Regions from separate parts of the Mus musculus genome. Here regions 2 and 3 are each linked to region 1. Evidence: chromatin contacts called from public promoter capture Hi-C data. All regions are on one chromosome and are shown on one strand. The core of a region is the stretch at or near the end of the contact, and the rest is flanking DNA. Distances in the headings are between cores, read along the strand shown.

Region 1 (4,556 bases), core at 1,362-3,861:
CAGGTGGGTTTCAAAGACCATTGGGTAAAACTTCATTTTTGCACCAAAAATTTAAAAAGTTGTGGAATCTCCCTGATGCCTGGATTCTGTCAGGGCTCTCTTGTTAATCCAGATACATCATAGTACCTAGTAAAATAATAGAATTTCATTGAAAAAAAAAAACAAGGATTAAACAGCAAAGTACTTATTTTTCCAAAGTATCTCTTTTGTCCTCAACTCTGGATTAACAAGATTAAACCCAAAATGCATGTGCGTCTGTTTTTTTTCTGGGTCACACGGCCTGGCAAGAGTAGTTTGTTGGCCCAGAGAGACTCTTTCCCGCTATAGTTTCCTGGATACCAGACAGTGCATCAGCTCTTTTCCCCCTTACAACTCTGCAAGAAGTCGCTGGTGATCCGTCTACACAAGAAGGGAAGAAGCTGGGTTGGCAGCAGAGGACAGATTCCAGCACAGTTCTGGCAACTACGGCATTTCAGGGACTTTTAGGGGTCCTGCTTGGGTATAAGCCTGTTGTCAATTTGCGGGGGGGGGGGGCAGGCCCTCAGATAGACATCCAGACTTGACCAGTCCCCCTGCCACCTCCTCTGCTCTGTGTCTCAGCCTCCCTCCTCTGCCCTCCCCAGCTCCAGCTTCAAGTTGTTTCTATTGTTACAGAATTGCAAGTCAAACTCTGCATACCAAGACTTCTTGTCTTATTTAGCGGTTGTCTAGAAAAACCCATCACCTAAGCAAATCTCAGCCGTAAGATATTTCCTAGTTTGCTAGGCCTATCCTGGAACTGAGTTATGCAAAGACTCTGAGAGTCTAAAAAAAAAAAAAAAAACAAAAAAACAAAAACAAAAACAAAAAAACCACCACTCAAGATGGGCGTGGTGGCGCACGCCTTTAATCCCAGCACTCCGGAGGCAGAGGCAGGCAGATTTCTGAGTTCGAGGCCAGCCTGGTCTACAGAGTGAGTTCCAGAACAGCCAGGAGTACACAGAGAAACCCTGTCTCGAAAAACCAAAAACCAAAAACCAAAACCAAAAACAAAACACTCATAAAATCTCAGATAATAATCACTGACAAAAGATTTCTTCAAAGCTTAGGTACCATAACTTCCGATTCATGTCAGATACAATAGTTCTGCTAAAATTCTGCTATAATTACCAAAATACAAACTAGTTTTGAGAAAGAAAATGCCCCTCTCTGGGGTCTGTGTTAGCTTTTCCCCCTTATTCCCCAACAAGCCTTGTTTCCTCTGGGCAGGAAGGAGAGGAAACAGAGGCCACGACTTCAGAGCATGGCCAAGGCAGGAATGAAAGCTTAGGGGACAAAAATATCAGGTTTTTTTTCCCCAATTACAGGAAAGGCCCCAACTTACCTGGGCACAGGCTTGGCTGTGCAAGGCATACTGTTACCATCACTACTGTGTCCCACTCAGGCCAAATCAACGCTCATCTTTTTAGTAAACTCAAGCTGTGTGACCACTGGTGCCAAGGACTGCAATATGGTGATGAGCCATCACCAAGTTCCCATACCCAGAGACTACCTCAGAAGGCAGTTGGGTTAAGATGGTGCTCCTGAACTAGTCTGGACAACACTGGCTGCTTTAGTTAGGGTTTTACTGCTGTGAACAGATACCATGACCAAGGCAACTCTTATAAAGGACATTTAATTGGGGCTGGCTTACAGGTTCAGAGGTTCAGTTCATTATCATCAAGGTGGGAGCATGGCAGCCTCCAGGCTGAGGTGATAGTTCTACATCTTCATCTGAAGGCTTCTAGCAGAAGACTGGCTTCCAGGCAGCTAGGATGAAGGTCTTAAAGCCCACGCCCACAGTGACACACCTACTCCAACAGTGCCACTCCCTGGGCCTAGCATATACAAATATCATACTGGCCAAAGCAGATAATCTGTATTAACACTGGCAACCATCAAAGGCAGACAATTTAGTCTCTCTCTGGCCTTCAGTTCCCTTATGTAAAACAGGGACTATTGCAATAATAGCTGCCTTAAGGTTGCTTGAGGGTTCCATTAGATCACTTACGTGAAATCTTCTGCACAATGCCTGGCCCAAACGTAAATATTAGTTGCTATTATAACTGTTAAATATACACGGTATGTCACATGAATACAAGGACCATATCCTATTCTCCGGAGTTGCCAGCACTCAGAATAGTCGCTAATGCATAACGGATTCTGACTTGGTGATTAGATACAGAAGTGGAATTACTTACATCTGGAAATAGGAGCAGCTGGATTTTTCCACATCAAAACAGAATCTCTAGTGTATGTTAGGAGCCACATTGGGAAACTGACAGACGATCTTGTCTTTAGTGCGTGACACGGATGTTCCTGAGATGGCAAGGCTCAGATTTAGCTTGGTGGTAGAGGACTTGCTTAGTATAGACAAGGTTGTGGTTTTGATCCCTGGCATTGCAAAAAAGAAAAAGAAAGAGAAAGCAAGAAAGGAGAGGGGTTGTTTGATATAACCTGTTGAGCATAAATGTAGAAATAAATGACCATGAAGAGTGTCTGACGACAGTTCCGAGGGTGGACGCTAGAGGGCGCAGAACCTGTTCGTCCTCAGCCCCCGCTGAGGGTTACGCACTAGTTCAGTGACCGACGCGGCGCGGTGACGCCACGTCCTGTTATGCGTCTGTGGGGCGGTGCGAATGTAAATATCACCAGTTTTCCAGGTCCGAACTTGGGCTGCTGCGTGGGAACTCCGACCCATGCCGAATTCTAGCGGCGTGCAAGAGTCAGGAACGCGGTTATTCCAGTGATCCTCTCCGTCCTGGGCCGAGGCGGTTTAGCCTCGCGGGGCAGGTGCGCATGCGCGACGCGGGAGCACGAGGTGGAAGTGTGGCGGACCTCAGGTTCTTCGCTGCTGTAGTGTCAGTCTGAGAGCCACCGCCGGGCTCTGTACAGCGCGGCTTAGGTCCCGGATACAGGCGGTGACCGGGAGGGCTGATCCGGCCGTTTGCTGGGCTCACTGCCCTTGATGTGGGCGCAAAGTCAGTAGCGATTGTTAATGGAGCAAGGTTGGGAACAATCTTACTCTTCGGCAGTAGGGGATCGGCTTTTTAAACAATTGCTTTAGTTATGTCTTGTGTCCCCCAAATGTTCAAGACACCGGTTCGTGAGTTCGTGAGAAGCACTAGGGTATGAAGCAGATCTCTGTTTCGGAGTGCAGACACTGAAGCAGAAGGGGAGAACTTGCAAGAACTAGGCAAGGAGGGTATGGTACCATAATAGATAGGATGGGCAGTGGGACACATTGAGTAAGATCAGAGAGGCTGGAGAGTGTGAGACACGTGGCTACCCAGAGGCGATGCCGAGGCCAAGAGGAGGAGGAAGCCCAGAGTGTTAGGTCTTAAGAAATTGTTTCAACACGCCTTTAATTCCAGCGCCTAGGAGGCAGTGGCAGGTGATCTGTGAGTTTCAGGACTCCGTTACACAGAGGAATAAACGCTAAACAAACAAACAAATTAATTAATCCTTTCCTTAAAAATCCGGCATTTAGACAAAGGTCGGGATTCCTTCAGGGATTTAAGAAGGTGGTTCCTACTTCCTAAAAGGAGTCTTATTTCTGGCAAAAGCCGTATTGCTTCTCCATTAACCTGGATGGTTACCTATTAGTATATCGAAGTCTATGCTAGCCTCTAGGTTCTCTCAGCCCATACTCACAAGTTCCTGTTAGAGTGGTCTTGGCTGACACACCCCTTCCCCTGCCCTAAACCTCTCGTCTCCAGCTCCCGAGATTCGCTTCACTTCCCTCAGCTTCTCTTTCCTATGTAAGTCAGCCATTTCGATTATGCGTTATGTATGCAGTCTCCTGGTGGGTCTCTCTCTCTCTCTCTCTCTTTTTTTTTTTTTTTGGCTTTTCGAGACAGGGTTTCTCTGTGTAGCCCCGGCTGTCCTGGAACTCACTTTGTAGACCAGGCTGGCCTCGAACTCAGAAATCCACCTGCCTCTGCCTCCCAAGTGCTGGGACTAAAGGCGTGCGCCATCACACCCGGCTTCTGGTGCATCTCTTAATCCTGCACACTCTTGGTCCCTCTTCTTTCTCTTGCTCTTTTCATGGCCAGTCTATTCTATTGGCCAAATTCAGGCTGGACCCTTCCAGATACCTCTGGCTGTGCTCTCCTTCATAGCTACAGTAAACTTTCTCCTTAACCAGACCCAGGAGCAGCCATGTCCTTATTTTTGATTCACAGAGGACAGAAACTGAGGCCATGGAGGAATCGCTGAACAAGAGATCGGAGCCATGCCCTGAAGGCTTAGACCTTACTCTTACATTACAATGTTTAAACTTCAGAGCATTACAGTGCTTGTGATGTAGCTTAACCCCACAGTGGCAGCAGTGTAGCTTAGAGAGAGGGCAGGAGATTGAAAGCTCAGGTAAGAGGCAGTTGCTAGTAAGATGTTTGTGAACATTCCTGCTGTCAGTAGACGGCACCAACAGCGTTGAGTGTGATGCCTGATCTGAGGGCACCTCCATCTCTGTACAGCCTGCATGGGGCAGAACTGTCTTACTCTGAGAACTCAAGCCTATGCAGAAGTCATTAAGT
Region 2 (4,556 bases), core at 803-3,302, 190 kb before region 1:
ATGTGCTAGACTAAGTTTTATGGAAAAGTGGAAGAAGTGGACTGCACAAATAAGATGAATAATATCAATTTCTTAGCTTTCTTTTTTCTTTTTTTTTTTAATGAGACAGGCTCTCTCTGTGTTGCTCTGGCTGCCCTAGAACTTGCTCTGTAGATCAGGCTGGCCTCAAATTCAGAAATCCATCTGCCTCTACCTCCTGAGTGCTGAGATTAAAAGCATGAGTCATCACATGGCAGCTTTCTTTTCAGTTTTTTTTTTTTTTCTTTTAAGAAAAAGAATGACAGTTGGTACAGACATTCAGCTGGTTCAGCCTGGCCTGAGTGGCCCTTTCTGTTTGCACTGTGCACTGGTTGGCAGAGCTTTCAGAGGGGAAGGGGTGCTCATGGAGTGGCCGTTCTTTTCACAGGAGCTGGCGTGGGGGACATCGGCATTGAGGTGGAGGATCCCCAGGGCAAGAACAGCGTGGAGCTGCTGGTGGAAGACAGAGGAAACCAGGTGTATAGATGTGTCTACAAACCAGTGCAGCCTGGCCCCCATGTGGTCAAGGTCTCCTTTGCTGGGGATGCCATTCCCAAGAGTCCCTTTGGTGTACAAATTGGGGAAGGTAAGTACTGACCAACTCTACCTGTCATGGAGACTGACAGACCTGGGCTCCCTTCATCCTCCGGATATTAGTGCTAACACAAGTTGTGTTCCTCTGCTTTCCTCCCTGTGTCAAAACATCGGAAATGATCACATTAATTAATAGATGATGAAATTATATGTATGGCTCACGGCCATGATCACTTGGGCCTGTGGTGATGCTGTGTAGCTACAATGAGCACATACATGACATGTGGCAAAGGAGCTGCTTACCACAAGGAAGCCATGAAGCCAAGAAGAGGTGGAGAGAGGCTAGGATCTCGCCAGTCCTTTCCAGGGCAAGCTTCCAGTGATCTGACTTCTTTCTGCCAAATCCCACATTTTCAACACTTGTACCCTTAGGGAACATTTTAAGTCCAGTCTGTATCACAGATGGAGTATCGCTAATCTGCAAACTAGATTACTTCAAAACCCAGAAAACAAAACAAAACAAGATAAAACTGTGCACTAATGTGATTCTAAATAGTTTTATATTTCAGATTTTAAGTTTTCAGATTAGGGAAGCCAGTCAATAAAGTCCATGCAAATATTTTTAAACGCGTATCTGAAGTGGGCTGGAGCTACGGCTCGGTGGTGGCCACTCCTCCTGGGTATCCAGAGGACCTGTATTCAGTTTCCAGCAGCCTCGCACTAACTGTTCCCCCTGTAACTCCAGCTTCAGGGCTTCTGATGCTCTCTCTGGCTTCCTTGGGCACCTGCACACATCTGGCAGACACTCACATAAACCACACACACTAAAACACACACCACGACCACCACCTTTAAAACCTTATTATAGCAAGATCTTTTTGTTCAAGCCCTTTTCTAGAAGGGCTATGGAATCCGTGCGCAGAGACTGAAGTGTGCTGGTTTTGGTGTCTAGGAACAGGCTTGGCGGCAGCAGGTCCCTACAGTCCAGGCACTTTACTGGCTGTCTGGCACTCAGCCCAGCTGCATTGGCCCCCAGTTGGCAGGTGGACTCACTGAGGCTTTGGCATTGTCGGTCTCAGAAGAACCGTAGTGTCCGTTGGCATGCCCGTATCTACTCTGCCGAACCCCTCAGCAACCAGGAGCGTGGGTTTCCCCTTATATTAAAGGCACCCTCCCCCTCCCCCTCCCTCTCCCCCTCCCCCCTCCCCCTTCCCCTCCCTCTCCCAGTCCTTGTTGCTCTTTTCTGTTGTTACTGCTGTTTTCCAACTGTGCTGCCTTTTCTAACCGGACTTGCCTCTCCCTCTTCTGTCCTCCACCTCTGCACCTGCAGACCTGGCTCCTCCTTCTGAATCCTGTCTCTGGGCCAGCCTGGACCCTGAAGCTGCTGGCTTCCTATTTGCAAGCTCTGGGCCAGAGGCTCTTGCTTTGGTAAGGGCTGGTTGGGTCGGGTGTATTTTGCCAGTTCTTTGTGCTGCTTCCGAGTGACTAAAGGAAGTTCCTGTGCAGGCGATAGTGATCACGGCATGTATAGCCAGATCCCAGCCTGAGCAAGGTGCTGAGGGATGGCAGTGGATCTGGCACATCCCACAAACTCTTCAGTCGAGTTGGCCGAGTGTTTGAGTTGGCTGAGTGCTCTAGGGACTGAGCAGTTACAGTCTTTTTTCCCATGTTTAGCCTGTTGACTGTGCTCTGTATTTCCATAGGGGTTTGTGTGTGTATGTATGTGTGTGTGTCAGTGTGTGTTAGAGTGCTCACCAGACATGTACAGGACCATGGTTTCCATCCTTAGACCTTCAATACACACATATTAGGTGTCTTTAACAGAGGAAAACCGATGTTACTGGCCATTAAGTGCCACCGTACACCATGTTCTTCCATGAACAATCCAACATGATCTCTAACTGCAAGGATGTCTCTGTTCCCGTCTGGGGAGTAATAGCTTGCCACATAACCAACATAGGGAGGTTGTATCTAATGAGCAAGTACCTTCCATCTGCTTCTGGAGCCCGTGAATAAAGGCTGTTGTATGTGCTGTTTAGAGAGGAAAAGCCAATGCATAGACAACAGGACATTGAACCCATCAACTTCCCATTTCTACTTAAGGAGAAAGCTGTTCATGTTGGGCAAAGGATCTCTAGGAAGAATCTATGTCTTTCTAAGCCTCCTCCTGACCCCACTTGGAAGAGTAGTTTCTAGACTCTGTCAAGTGAAGAATATTAGCCATTACCATAATTTTTGTCCTTGTGGTTTTTAAAGGAGATCAGAAGTCATGTTAGCCATGGCATTTTCTGCTGAGGCTTGCTTTGTAGATGCCAGGAGCTTTGTCACAGCCACCTTTGGCTGAGAGCTTTTTGTTATCTTGTCCAGCTATTCACATGCAAGACAACAGCTATGCCCAGATCTTCAGAAATGTCTGGCCCGTGCTTTGGAGCTCAGACGGATATTTCAAGCACTGCATTTTCCAAGTAGACTTGAAAACGCATAGGATTCCCAGTCACTGGACCCTGGAGTGTGGCCGTGAGGTCAGGCTAGTGTTCAGCAGTCAGTCTTAATCCCCCCCTGCTCACAAAAGGCTAAAAGCCAGTACAGGAGCCCCACAGTGTGGAGTCACGGCTCTCCCATTGATGGTGCCCAGCGCTTGTGTGGTGAGGCTGGACAGTCATGGTGTTCCTTCCTGGCTGCTGTGCTTCCTCAGCAGGGCCCCTGGCATTAGCTGTTGGATGCTCTTTGTGTAAAGCAACCATTTTCTTGGCGGGTATGGGGGAGGCCCAAGATACCCTAATTTTCTTGTCTTTTGCAAAATATTAAAAGGTTGAACTGATGTCAAAACTCTGTTTGTAGCCTGCAACCCAAATGCCTGCAGAGCCAGCGGCCGAGGTCTGCAGCCCAAAGGTGTCCGGATCCGGGAGACTGCAGACTTTAAGGTGGACACCAAGGCTGCTGGAAGCGGAGAGCTTGGTGTAACTGTGAAGGGCCCTAGTAAGTATTTATCTCAAATAAACCTTAGTTAGTTCTTCAGCCATGATATATTTATTGGTCAGTCCTGATTGGTATCTCCTAGAGAGCTGTGACAGAGATTTGAGTCCTATCTATGCTCTTTAGAGATCAAGTTGTAGAGTTGTAACATGTGCCCTGGATATAGATTGGCAAGACCAGTGAGTGGTTTGACAGCCTTATATATTAATATATTCAGACCTCTGGGATAGGAAACAAAGCTGTAAGGAAGTTGGAAAAATACTGCTTTGAGGACAACATATCCCTCCCCCCACCACATCCCCCACCCCATTAATTGAAGAGACCTAGGTATAAAGTGGAAGACTCTTACAGACTCACATGGATTGGGGTTTTCTGACCTGGGATCCAAGCACAGTATTAAAAGCCAATGATTTCTCCAGTACCCTTTACATTTTATAGACTATGAAATTATATCAATTACTGTATTAGTATGATCGCTGCTTATAGGAGAATAAAATGTCCTAGAATGGTTTTCTTTGTAGGTGGTTGGCAGAGTTAAGTCTCTGCAGTACCTTGTTCCTCCTTCCTCCTTTGGGACGGAGACAGCAGGCATGAGGTCAGCATCTCCTGTCTCCCGTCTTCCCAGGAACAGAGAGGCAGCTCTGTAGTCGCACTTGGCGTTAGTTCTAAGTCTGTACAGGCTTGTGTTTCCTACGCCATGTTTCTCTCGTCCTCCGTATTAGTGTTAGTCTGCGTCCAGGAGTTCAAAGCTGTGTGAGCTCAAAGCTCAGAGCCTTGGGGAAGGATTTGCCCCAAGGGCAGCCAAGGTTCTACTGCCCAGACCTAGAGCCAAGTGCAAGTAGCTCTGCAGCTGTCCATCTATCCATTCACCCACCCACAGTCCACTACCCCTGCTCAGTTTGTTGCAACAGGAGCCAAAGAGGTGTTGTTTTCTGACCTCAGAGTCCTTCTTAACTCATAACATAAAACAGGTTTCTGCCTGATGGCTAGATCCAAAATTGTGGATAGAACCTAAAATCTGGCTTCTC
Region 3 (4,556 bases), core at 1,144-3,643, 140 kb before region 1:
CTCAAGGAGCCAGGGCCTAACTGGTGCAGAGGCCGGCCACGTGATTTGCCGTGCAAGGCCAATCTAGGCAGGAGATGACCTTGACACATGTGACCCAAAACAGAACAGGCTAAGTGCTCCACTTGCTGACATTGCTTGCCTTGGGCTTAATTACAGAGCCTTAGTGCCAGTTGCAACTGTGTTTTTCCCTTCAAGAGGACAAACAGAAACGTGGTGAGAAGTGGACTTTTTCATAAAGGGTGGATTGTGAGGCAGGAGCCTGAGTCTATAACAGAACTCGAGAGTCAAGAGTGTTTCCCAAAGGGCTGATTAGGGAGACACAAAGTAAGGCTAGCTGGCCTTAAAATCTGTGTGTTAGCTGCCAGGCTCCCAGCAGAATGGTGTCTTTAAATGATTCAGCGCTGCCCAGCTCAGGTTGCTTGCAATGCTGTGTCCCCACTCACACCACACTGCTTAGCATCCACGTTTACCATGTGCATCTTCTCCTTCCAGATAAGTATGCCGTTCGCTTCATCCCGCATGAGAATGGCATCCACACGATCGATGTCAAGTTTAACGGGAGCCACGTGGTCGGGAGCCCTTTCAAAGTACGTGTAGGAGAGCCTGGCCAGGCAGGCAATCCTGCTCTAGTGTCAGCCTACGGTGCTGGGCTTGAGACGGGCACCACAGGTAAGAAGCGCTGCTTCCCTCGTTACCTGAGCAGCTCTCTCTGGGAGAGCTGAGGTAGACATCGTTAGCCCCTGGAGGCCTTCTGTGCTCTGTCCTTGGGAAAATGCAGACCTGCGGGCTTTGGAGGAATTGGGGGCCATTGTTTGAACCGGGGTAAATCCAGACAGAGGCCTGTATTGTTATACCTCATTACAGTTTGTTTGTAGCCCAGATGTCTTTCTACAGCAAGTTCCTCAGCCCTATAGCAGGATGATGACAGCATCATTAGCGTCATTAATTTGGAGGACTTTTCTTTGGACAGAGTTTGTGGTACAGCTCCTAGGTCCAAAGGTGGACTGCTCCCAGCCCCCCAAGCCTGTGCATGGCCTATCCATCCCCTTGAATTTTCTGCTCACTGCCAGGGAGGGGAAGGTGTTGAAAAGGCGTGGACGCTCTCAAGCTTTATGGACATGTTCTGCCTTCTGCAGGTGTGAGCACTGCTAGCCAGGCACCCAGTCATGGAGGCTTCCCCACTTGCTGCCTGTCCCTGGGCTGGTGTGGTGCAGAGCAGCCAAGTTGACCAAGTGGTTGATTCCTTGATAGACAAATCCCTAGTTCAGCTTTAATTTGGTAGAAGTGAGCTCACTGAATGGGCAACTCACCTTTTCGCTGGGCATCTGAAAGATATTTCTAGGTGATCCTTTTTACTTGTTGGTTGGCCTTCATAACGAAAAGCCATGTATGTGGTCAGCTTGAGGTAGGCCTCAGCTCGGCCCATCACGTCAGCATTAGAGATAATAAGGACTCTGTCCCTGTAAGCGTCTGTAGAGGAAGTGCACCGTGAAGAAGACACCACTTCTTCTAGTTGCTGTTACTTCGGGCTTGTTGGGGAAATCTTTGGTCTTCCTGCCCCTTGCCATACTAGGGACAGAACCGATTGTCTTTCCTGTGCACTAAGACATGGTTTGCTGTACTTAGAGCAAACCCAACCCTGAAGTGAGAGTCTCCTCAGTGGTAAAGGAGCCCTGCCCAAGTTAGGAGTGGCCAGTGGACTGGCATGCTGCCAGGAACTCTGGCCAAAGCAGTGCCCTCCATAAAACCACCCCCTCAGTGGCGTGGGTCCTGCCAGATGCCCTTGGCACACCCAGCCTGACTCCCTGCTTCCCTCTGAGCCAGTACTTTGCTCTTGGATGAGATCTACCTTGCACTTTGGGAGAGCAAGACAAAATGGCCCCAGTGGCCCAGCACTCTCTGGGAGTCCATAGGACTTGAGGGTCATCTCCAGGTCTGTGATCTTAGAGTTTAAGAGCCCTTAGCTCCTGACCCTAGAAGCTCATATTATACCCCAGTGGGCTTTCCTGAGGCGTCCTAAACCAGAACTCCTTCCCTCCAGATGCCCAGAGTGGTTTCCAGGCATCCATACAGGCGAGGGGCCCTCCTGGCAGGAGAACAGTAGCAGACCTTGGCCCGGCCCCACGGCAGCCTCAGCGTGGCCAGGAGCCATCTGATCCCCTGTTGGCTGCTTTGTCCCAACCTTTCTCTGTTTCCTCTTGGTATTTCTCACCCTTCTGGAGCTCAGATGTCAGGCTGTACTCTAGCCTTGTAGCTAAGGATCTGGTCCCAGCCAGAAAAGGCCTGGAACTCACCCACTTGCACCCTCTGTAAATATTTCTCCGTTCACAGAGAGGGCATCTTGTTTGCCTAGGCTGCCTGACCTTAGACTTTCCACAGATGTCTGTTCACACAGTTGCAGCATGAGGAATGCTTTCAGAAAAGGATCCGTGTGGCCAGCAAAGGGCCCCATGCCCTGCCTGTGTTCTCGGCCAGGCTTGGATGTCTGACTCAGGCCTTACCAAGGGCAATGCAGAGAATTTAGGGCAGGAGTCTGTGTTCCAGATACAAGCCTGCAGTTAGACCACAGAGTTTAGGGCTCTTTGGAAAAGCCCTAAGGGTTTGCATGCAGATGGAGGAAGGGAAGGCCACCACCACACACATCACATATTGGTTATAACCAGTCGATGATGATATATGTCTACTTATGAATTTTTTTCTCTCCCGTCTTGTCTTGGGCCAGTCCTTTGGCAATAAGATGGACAGATATCTCATCTAAGTCATACTTCTGCGTAGTAAAGTGATGTGGGGTGGGTTCCAGATAGTTCTTGATTTTTAATTCCTAATTTCCCCCTGTCCACATCATCACAGCCTTTTCGGGCTCTGGGTTGACTAAAAGGGGCAGAGCTCCTATCCAGGATGGCCAACTTTGCCAGCTTAACCTTCAGGACATTGTTCTAGCCATCTTACAGCCACTTCCTGAACACACCACCCCTTTGTGGCTCGCGGCCTGCATACCCACGTGGCCCCAGCTGCTGGAGGCTGGGGGAGGGGCTTCTCAGAAGCAGTGTCAAGGTGGGAAAGTAGGGAGCCTTTGGGACAGCAGCCTCAGGAGTTTCCAGAAACGGCTGGCTCATGTTTGGGGGTCACACCATAACAGCTCCTTTGTCTTATTGATAAGCAGAACAATAATTCTTTCTCTGGCCCAGAAACTGTAGTTAAACCAAAATATTTCCCAGCTGGGCTAGCATCTGCAGCTCTGTCAGAGGTATTGTGCCCCCAGAAGATGTTACACTAGGGTGCCCCCTAGAGGGCTTCTAGTGGACAGGAGCTGGTGTGTGACACCCCAGCGGCTCCCACTGACTACCTAGCACCCCTCTGGACTACAGACTACAGGCACAGGGGATTAAGGGTGTTGAGGGGCCAGGGTAAGTCAGTAGTTGATGTTCTCTTTGCCTTCCTTTTTGTCCCAGGGCAACGTGGCAGTGAGGTCAGGTGTCTCGAGGCTGCAAGTAGGGTGTATGTGACAGTTGTCCTTCGTGTATACCAGTCTTCCTCCCCATCCTCCCATGTGCCTTTCCCCACCACCATATAGTGGTTTCTTGGGCCTAGACCCAGTTGTGCACCTGTGGCTTGAATGTAGCACACCACTTTATGGTAGTACGTCCCAAGTTACACGTGGCCTGAACGCAATGTGGAATAGGAAATGCTGTGACTGCACGTTGTGCTTGCAGAGTGACACAGGGCCTAGGGTCTGGTGCGGGGCTCAGTCAGCACAGTTGCTGCTCAGGTGCTTCTCTTGTTGCTGTATTCATGGCCAAGGGGGTGGACTGGCAGCTCACAGAGCAGCCACAAGATGTAGACGTGTCTAGATGAGGAGAAGGGGAGGGGAGACTGGATTTCCTCAGCCTCTTCCACCAGAGGAGAAGTGTGTGGTCAGAGAGAGTGCCACGCCTCCCTTAGAGGCTCTATTGCCGGGGGCAGCACTTCAGACTCACAGTGACAACTCACCCTCAGCCACATTCCCAGAGACAATAGCCTTGCTCAGGCACTCAGTGGGCGAAATGTCAGCCACCCTCTCAACCTAGCCTCAACAAGGGAGCTGCACCCCCATGCCCTGTGCTTCTTCTCTGTGCCGGGAACTCAGATGTAGAGCCAGTTGGTTCCTATCTACCACAACAAGCACTTAATGTGGGCAAAAGTGTGTCTCACCGCTGTGTCCCTCCCGAAAACCATCCATATATCACACTTCTTCTCTCCCAGGTATCCAATCAGAATTCTTCATCAATACCACTCAGGCAGGCCCAGGGACATTATCTGTCACCATTGAAGGACCATCCAAGGTCAAAATGGATTGCCAGGAAATCCCAGAGGGGTACAAAGTCATGTACACTCCCATGGCTCCTGGAAATTACCTGATTGGTGTCAAATATGGCGGGCCCAACCACATCTCGAGGAGTCCATTCAAGGCCAAGGTGACAGGTAATGAGGAGCCTCTTTGTTTTTTCTCTTCTGCCCTGCAGAGCCAGTCTTATAAAATTACTGATAGTAGCAACCACAGTCTAATCTTGACTATA

The links. Promoter capture Hi-C pulls out the DNA fragments that hold promoters and counts their contacts.
Region 2: a contact with region 1 is called in a promoter capture Hi-C map of the HPC-7 cell line. The contact joins the enhancer-like site here to the promoter of Rpp14 in region 1. A contact is called at or near these places in 8 of 39 promoter capture datasets (the C10 cell line, the HPC-7 cell line, cranial neural crest and 4 more), 3 of 115 datasets of contacts at active chromatin or transcription factors (bone marrow-derived macrophages, effector CD8 T cells and memory CD8 T cells) and 3 of 9 other capture datasets (adipose tissue, liver and pancreatic islet).
Region 3: a promoter capture Hi-C map of liver shows a contact between it and region 1. The contact joins the enhancer-like site here to the promoter of Rpp14 in region 1. A contact is called at or near these places in 9 of 39 promoter capture datasets (the C10 cell line, the HPC-7 cell line, cranial neural crest and 5 more), 1 of 484 Hi-C or Micro-C datasets (embryonic stem cells), 8 of 115 datasets of contacts at active chromatin or transcription factors (embryonic stem cells, epiblast stem cells, extraembryonic endoderm stem cells and 4 more) and 2 of 9 other capture datasets (adipose tissue and liver).

The regions. Positions count from the first base shown.
Region 1 is chr14:8,077,702-8,082,257 of GRCm38.p6, forward strand. Rpp14 (ribonuclease P 14 subunit) reads left to right here and starts at 2,612. Exons shown (of 6, transcript NM_025938.4): 1 at 2,612-2,811. Htd2 (hydroxyacyl-thioester dehydratase type 2) reads left to right here and starts at 2,612. Exons shown (of 6, transcript NM_001348727.1): 1 at 2,612-2,811.
Region 2 is chr14:7,884,144-7,888,699 of GRCm38.p6, forward strand. It overlaps Flnb (filamin, beta), which reads left to right. Exons shown (of 46, transcript NM_134080.1): 8 at 407-604; 9 at 3,394-3,531. Among named protein-coding and RNA genes, the nearest start is that of Flnb, 68 kb to the left of the region's middle. Within about 2 kb of position 2,053, at least 11 of the 459 cell types and tissues checked have an H3K27ac peak or open chromatin away from gene starts, as enhancers often do.
Region 3 is chr14:7,941,553-7,946,108 of GRCm38.p6, forward strand. It overlaps Flnb (filamin, beta), which reads left to right. Exons shown (of 46, transcript NM_134080.1): 43 at 493-669; 44 at 4,243-4,461. Among named protein-coding and RNA genes, the nearest start is that of Gm45521, 13 kb to the right of the region's middle. Within about 2 kb of position 2,394, at least 101 of the 459 cell types and tissues checked have an H3K27ac peak or open chromatin away from gene starts, as enhancers often do. A contact at or near this core is called in adipose tissue, embryonic stem cells, extraembryonic endoderm stem cells and 4 more, where this site is marked.